Regions from separate parts of the Mus musculus genome. Here region 2 is linked to region 1. A link is a contact called in public ChIA-PET data. All regions are on one chromosome and are shown on one strand. The core of a region is the stretch at or near the end of the contact, and the rest is flanking DNA. Distances in the headings are between cores, read along the strand shown.

The links. ChIA-PET counts read pairs in DNA pulled down with a chosen protein or histone mark.
Region 2: a contact with region 1 is called in an RNA polymerase II ChIA-PET map of memory CD8 T cells, with 325 read pairs. The contact joins two enhancer-like sites. A contact is called at or near these places in 1 of 484 Hi-C or Micro-C datasets (Th1 cells) and 5 of 115 datasets of contacts at active chromatin or transcription factors (T-cell acute lymphoblastic leukemia, Th17 cells, double positive thymocytes and 2 more).

The regions. Positions count from the first base shown.
Region 1 is chr9:32,505,299-32,508,761 of GRCm38.p6, reverse strand. The region is part of intron 1 of Fli1 (Friend leukemia integration 1); the gene reads left to right. Among named protein-coding and RNA genes, the nearest start is that of Fli1, 34 kb to the left of the region's middle. Within about 2 kb of position 1,576, at least 134 of the 459 cell types and tissues checked have an H3K27ac peak or open chromatin away from gene starts, as enhancers often do. A contact at or near this core is called in Th1 cells, Th17 cells, effector CD8 T cells and 1 more, where this site is marked.
Region 2 is chr9:33,059,024-33,062,486 of GRCm38.p6, reverse strand. All of the region lies in intron 1 of Gm27166 (a long non-coding RNA gene), which reads right to left. Among named protein-coding and RNA genes, the nearest start is that of Gm27166, 29 kb to the right of the region's middle. Within about 2 kb of position 1,651, at least 30 of the 459 cell types and tissues checked have an H3K27ac peak or open chromatin away from gene starts, as enhancers often do. A contact at or near this core is called in Th1 cells, Th17 cells, effector CD8 T cells and 1 more, where this site is marked.

The sequences.
Region 1 (3,463 bases), core at 327-2,826:
ATCAATGGACTGAGGTAAATTTTCAAGGAAGAGTCATGTTCGATATTGACATCAGAAGTGTGGTCTGGGCACACCCACTTTGGAACGAGCACACCCTGGATCCAGTCAAGTCTGAGTTCACCTCTGAGCGAGGCCACTTATAATCTGGTCAACCTCACAGGTCTCACCTCCCTGAACTGTAAAATGAGGAAATTATTTCATAAGGCTCTGGTGAGGATGAAATACAGGGAGATAACGGACACAAAGTGTTTAGTTCCTTACCTGATAAAGAAGGGCTCCTGAGTGTTCGAGTGGTTGGGAAAACAAGGTCTACTGCTCACAGGCCAGAATGACAGCTAGGGGAAACGGCTTCAAGTTCTCAAAAGGGAAAGTGTAGCTTGGGGGTGCCTAGATCCTGAGCTCAGCCAATCGGTCTCCGTCTCCATGTGTTCCTGTGATGAAGTCAGCCCAGATCTGCACACAGCTCAAAGGCTGGATCTAATTGATGCTTGTCTGTAGAGCTAAATATCAGCCTCTGAGGCTAGTCTGCTGCAGACTGAGCCCTCACTACCAAGATTTAGTGAATGGCTCAACGCTGAATGGAGTTAATGAGAAGCAGAAATTTCCAGCCACACGTGTGCTGATAAACGTGGAACAACCTACCGTCTGGATTTGTGTAGTGTTCACCTATTTCCATGGTGCAAATGGTTGCTCTGAGGCTGATGCCAGGCTACCAGGATGATGTTTCTGACTGTGGAGCTAGGAAGAGATGCTTTCTCAGCTCTCGCACACCCCTGCATCCATACCCCCATCCCTGAAGCTGGCTGAAGCTCCTCTCACAGCAGGGTGGGCTCCTGTTCTTCAGGCCAGGCTTTCTTGCCTTATTCCTGTCCGGAGGAGTTGAAGGGGAAGGGAGGGGAGGCATTCCTACTTTCTCCTCTGTCCTGTGCTCGGCAGAAGTATAGCTTCCCACCCAGGAGCCACTTCCTCTCTGTCCAGTTCCAGACTGATGAGCAAGTCCATTTTCCCCATGAGCTGAAACAAAACAAGACAAAACAGAAAAGTGGTCCTCCCATGAGCCTTCGTCAGAGCTCAGCTTTAAGATGAATCAGGGCAGGCCCAAGTGCATACTCTGGCGTCTTGGGGTTTACCAACACACTTCCTCCACAGAAATACTGTTGCTGCTCTTTCTCTTGCCCCTGCGAATGAGGCAGCGACAACTCAGCCACACCTGCACCTGGAGGTGAGGTGGCCAAGGCTTCACACTCCCAGCTTCCCCTTACCGCTACAGCAGGGAGAGTATGACTTCATCAGTTCAATGACAATTCTAATTCAGGGGGCGGGATGCTGGAGACAGAGGTCTCAGCAGTCCTCTGTGTGTTCCCTTGTAAAGATGAAGGTACTGAGGCCAGAGGGCAAGGTCTCAGGCAGGTCACTTCTAGAGACGGTGTTCTCTCTCCCCTCTCTCTCCCCTCCCTCTCCTCTCTCTCCTTTCTCTCCCCATCCTCCTCCCCACCCCACCCCACCTCTGCTGCTGCTGGGCAGTTTTCTGAGAGTTAACACTGATATTTTGCTCACGTCATTTCTTCTATAACCGCAGTGCTTCTGTGGGAGTAAGCACCTGCCCCCAGCAAGTTCTACACCTTCTTCTTCTTGCTCATAGCCCTGGGCATCCTGGCAGATTTGCAGATGATCCAGATCCACTCCAGCTCTGCAGTGAAAGGAGCGATAGGAAAAGCAGAGTTGGGGGTAGACACCCAGGCAGTTCTGTCTTAGGATATCTTCCTTCAAGTCCGGGAAAGAGCGTGTGTCCTCAGTGTCCTCCTGTAGCAACAGGCATCTCCAACTACCAAGCACGCCTGCATTGCCTACGTTAGCCAGGAATATGACAAGCCATACATACAAAATAGGGACCTTCTACTAGTCCCCTAATTGTCACCCGGAGCTTGTCTGTGAGAGTAGCTGCCCACTAAGCCCTAGGGATAAAGGGAAAGAGAAGAGCCTACAGCTTCCCACAACCTCATCTCTGACCACCAGAGAACCCGCCCTTTAGCACGGAGTCTTCTCCTAGTGCTTGAGAGCCACACTGGGTCCATGCAGTGAGGATATGGCTGCCTGTGAACCTCCTGGTTCACGGAGAGTGGAAAAGCTCTTTCCTAAATCTTACTAGACAGTAGTTCGCATTTCCTCCGTGGGGACCTTATCTGCTAGTACATTAAGACCCCAACCCAGCTCTGCCAAGAGACTGTTATGCTCTGCGGCTCAAAGAAAAAAATGTAGGAGAGGAGTTGATTAACTGAGACCGGAAAAGAGCTTTTTCTATGTATAAACAATGAGCCCATGTTCCTGGCAGGTCAGGTGTCCTGATCTCTCTCCCAGGTGGGAGGGAAGAACTGCTGGCCGCGCTCCTCTCACGGCCCTGAGTTTAGGAACAGGATTTCCTCTGCACATTGTCAGAGAGCAGATAAAAATCTTAATCTCAGGCACACACAGCCGCAGGCCTTGGGGCCTGCCACTGTGTGCTTAGCTTTCAGAAGTGAGAACGAACAATGGCTTTGGGACTCAGTATATAAGTGGGGAAGGCAAAGAAAGAGACCAGGGTGGAAGCTAGCGGGATATACAAACTTGCTGTGGAAGATGCAGGGCCATCCAGAGGGTCCAACCTGCACACAAGGCTCAGAAAATCCTGGGTCCTCTTTTACTGTTTTTGGCTTTCTTGTACCAGGTACAAAGCACACTGGATAGAGGTCTTTACCATTTTGTTTGTTTTCTTTGTGTGTGTGTGTCTGTGTATCTGTGTAGTGGATGCACACTTGTGCAGATGCACTCGTGTGTGTGTGTGTGTGTGTGTGTTTGTGTGTGTGTGTGTGTGTGTGTGTGTGTGTGTGTGTGTGTGTTGGAGGTTAGCTTTGGGAATCTTACCTTTATCATGCTCCACCTTGTGAGCCAAGGTCTCACACTGAACTTGAAGCTTGCCTGCTATCCAGCCCCACACAGGTAGTCACCACCACTGCTGGCTTTTATGTGGGCACTGGGGTTCTAAATGCATGTCCCCATGCTTTCACAGCAAGCACTTTACCCACTGAGCCATCTGCTTCTCACGACTGCCCCACACTTTTTCTTAAAGTGCTCAAATAGAGGCACTCGCCTCTGCGCTGCAAATCGGGCTCTTAGGAAGAGCTTGGCATCTCAGCAGAACTCAGAAGCTGGGAAAAGTTTCAGTCTTATCCTCCCAAATGTTTGTGCTAAGAGCTCGCTCGCTCACTTATTTTCCCAACATGCATCCTGTGCCTTTTCAGAGTAGGAGGAGATGAGAATTTTAGAAGTCTCATTTATTATGTGGTGCTGTATCAGAAAGTGCTCTGCACACAATTTTGCCATTGCCACACTTAACTGCAAAATATTCCTTATGGGAACATACAGCTTATCCCTATTGAAGGAGTTGGCCAACCAAGTTAGCATGAGAAATTTTAGGGTGTATACA
Region 2 (3,463 bases), core at 402-2,901, 550 kb before region 1:
AAGATTATAATGTGGAACTGCTTCCCCCACAGGAACTGGGCAGCACCATTTTCATAGAATGGATATGTATCTAAGCTTCAAACCATGAAAAAGTTTAGTTATAGCAAGTGACCATGGAGGCTTCAAAGACAAGAAGGCAGGTTAGGCCAGGTGGCAAGAGGAGGCCAAGAAGGCTGTAGTTACTATTGGAGGAAACACGTGCTCTTCTATGGTTGTGGATACACAACTTTGAACCTTTGGCTCTCAGAACGCCTCCACACTATTGATTCTGTGATCTATAAATCCCATAACTCCATAGGCCAAAATGTTCCAAAATGCTTCGTTCTTCACCCTCCCTCCAGGACACTGGGCTATATAGCCTTGCTCACAGTGCCCACTACCTGTCTACCATGGAGAAATTAAATGGGCGATGGGTAATGGGAGGGGCCTATCTTTCTTCAACCCCATCTCTTGTGCTTGCTCTAAACATCACACGTCCCTGACTCTTTCCACCATCCTAAAAAAAAAAAAAGAAAAGAAAAAAGAAGTGTGTTATCCAGGATTGATGTTTGAACTCACCCCCCAAGCTTCTTTATATATTATTAGGGATGAGCATAAATCCTGGGGTCTGCTGTGAAAGTCATTCCAGTTGTCTGTGTGGCTCATTTTCCCAGCAGGATCACTCTGTCCCACAGAGAAAGTGGAAGCCTGGGAAAAGACTTGTGAGGAGTTACAGGAAAAAAATATTTGGCTGAGAAATTTCACTGGATTTTTACAATTCCCCTTGTCCCAGCTCATGTCTCTGGATTACAAATGCATCTCCAATAGATATCCTGCGGAGCATCTGGAGTTTCTGTGTTTGTGTGCCTGTGTGGGTGTGTATGAGTATAGTATATGTGTATGTATACATGTGCATGTATGTGTATGTACATGTGTGTGCTTGTGAGCTTATATGTTTGTCAGTCTGGATTTATGTTTGTATGTACATTTCTATGTGTATTCATATGTGTGTTCATATGTAAACATACACAATAAAAGCTGACTGAACATTTTCTTCTTCATTCTTCAATGTATGTGACTAAACATTTTACATATGCTGACTGGTTTATTGCCTATTTACCTATCTGACTTGAGAAGCAACTCCCTTCTTCAGGACCAAAAGTATACAAGAAAGTGTTAGAGCAAGTTTATCTGAACATCCCTTTCCAACAGACAGACCATGAGGGACAGAAATGAAAATAGACAAACGAACCCAGAAAGCATCCTGTAGGCACCATATGTAGTTTTACCTGTTTCTCTCTTTAGCTGAAGGCATACAGATTAGAACCTGACTACCTCGAAGAAGAGATAAGGATCAAGAATGTAGAAAGTCTATAGAAGAAGCACAGTCATATTTTCTCTGCCTCACCACATATTGGGTACTATCTGTGGTTCTTCTAGCATCATCGAAGGTGGGTACTAAGGAGAGTCAAAGTAGGTCACGGAGGCTTGGGTTTCAATATGATGTTTGGATTATCTAGGGCAACCAGGACAGAGTCTTGTAACAAGATTTGAATCTACATGAAATGTTTCTCAAGAGAAATCTTTTGGAGAGGTTAGTGTACTACAGGCCTCTCATATATATCTGTCTATGCACACAGCTCTTACATTACTCCTTGTGTGTAGTGTCAGGAAGTCACACTTAACAAAAAGTTTCCCCACGTTGTCATAGAGACTCTGTAACCACATTCAGGTTACTTACAGTACAAGTCTGTCTGAGAAAAGACAAGCTGAGCTATTCTCACCAGCACAGAGGACTCAGCCTCAGAACCACTGCCTTCCATCACCCGCCCCCTCCCCCTGCCTCCATCACCAAAGACAAGGCCCAGCACTTCAAGCCAGTCTTAACTCTAGTCATTCTGCAGACGGCAAGTCTAGGCCACAGAATGGTATGGAATCTGGTCATCTGGAATTGTGAAAGAACCGAAAGAAACTGCTGAAGTCTTTGCAGCCAGTCAAAACCCTCAGATTCTGTCACTGACCCCAAACAGTAAAATTAGACAGGACTCTAAGCTAATGCTCACAGCTGATCCCTGAGTCATTTTCAAAGATGTCATCAGGCATTTCCTGGGTGCTGCTTCCCCCACACCTGGGTTCCTGGCCATTACTGTCCAGCTGACATTGCCCAGGGACTGGATAGCTACCCCCAGTTACCACAGCCTCACATCATGGCGCACAGACTACATTTGTCTTGGTACTTTCTCTGAGTAGACAAACAAATCATAATGTAGACCCTCTTTCTTAGTTCAGAAACCATAACCAATTAAACCACGAGGAAAGATCAGTAGTATGTGATTTCCTGAAACAGATATTTTGGGTTGAAAATTTCAAGAAACTATACCGGTCTCAAGTAGTTTTAGTCAAGATTATCCTTTGATGAAGGCATGAGCTTGTGTAGCTGAGATTTCTGACTGTCTTCCATTTTCTCCCCATGCTGTGGGGTATGAAGAGAGAGAGGGAGGTGAGAGAGAGAGAGGGAGAAGGAGAAAGAGACAAGGGAGGAGAAGAGGAGACAGGGAGCACAATAGGAAGACAGAGACAGAGGAGAATGTATGCCTGATAGAGAGGAACAGAGAGATGGGGGAGAAAGGGAGGGAGGAAGGGAAGGAGAGAGAGAGAGAGAGAGAGAGAGAGAGAGAGAGAGAGAGAGAGACAGAGACAGAGAGAGAGAGAGAGAGAGAGAGAGCTGGGCTCAAAAAGTTAGGCTGAACAATACCTGATGAATGGCAACAAGGGTTGTCTTCTGACAGACACACACACACACACACACACACACACACAAATAAATAAATAAACAGTCTGTTTTTAAAAGTAAAAAAAACTTTAATTGAAGAAGTTGTTAAATTCTGGGCCTCAGAGGAAGGCAGGAGTAAGCTCACCCTATAAGCATACACAAATCTGGCCTGAAACTCTTGTGGGGAGAGGAAAACAAGAAGGAATACTTATTTCTTGATTCTAATGTAATTTACACTTTATACTCTGTCTTTTGAACTATGACAAGTATCTTTAGATATATTTCTACACCCTGAGAAGCTATTGGCACCCTTTCAGAAATATAGAAGCTGGACCCCAAATACCTCACTAGCTCAGGGCCTTTGGAGGCAGGAGATGCAAACAAAAGGCCCTTGATGATTTTATATTAGTGCAATGTTAAGAATTGCTGTTTCTGCAAGTATCTTCAACTATACTGCCAATTGATATAAAGTAGCAAAGTCATTCAGGTGTTAGCACACAAAAGATATTTTCAAAAGAAACACAGTTAAATCAAAAATGCCACTGCTGCACATGTGAATGTGATGAATTGTTACAAAAATCCCAGAAAGCATTAAGTAGAAACTTCCCAAGGAAGTGAGGATAGGAGCCATCCAATAAGTTGTGGAAATTAACAGGATAAAGGCCATAAAGTTAATACCAAAGTGTGCCAATAAACGGCTATCGCCACGGC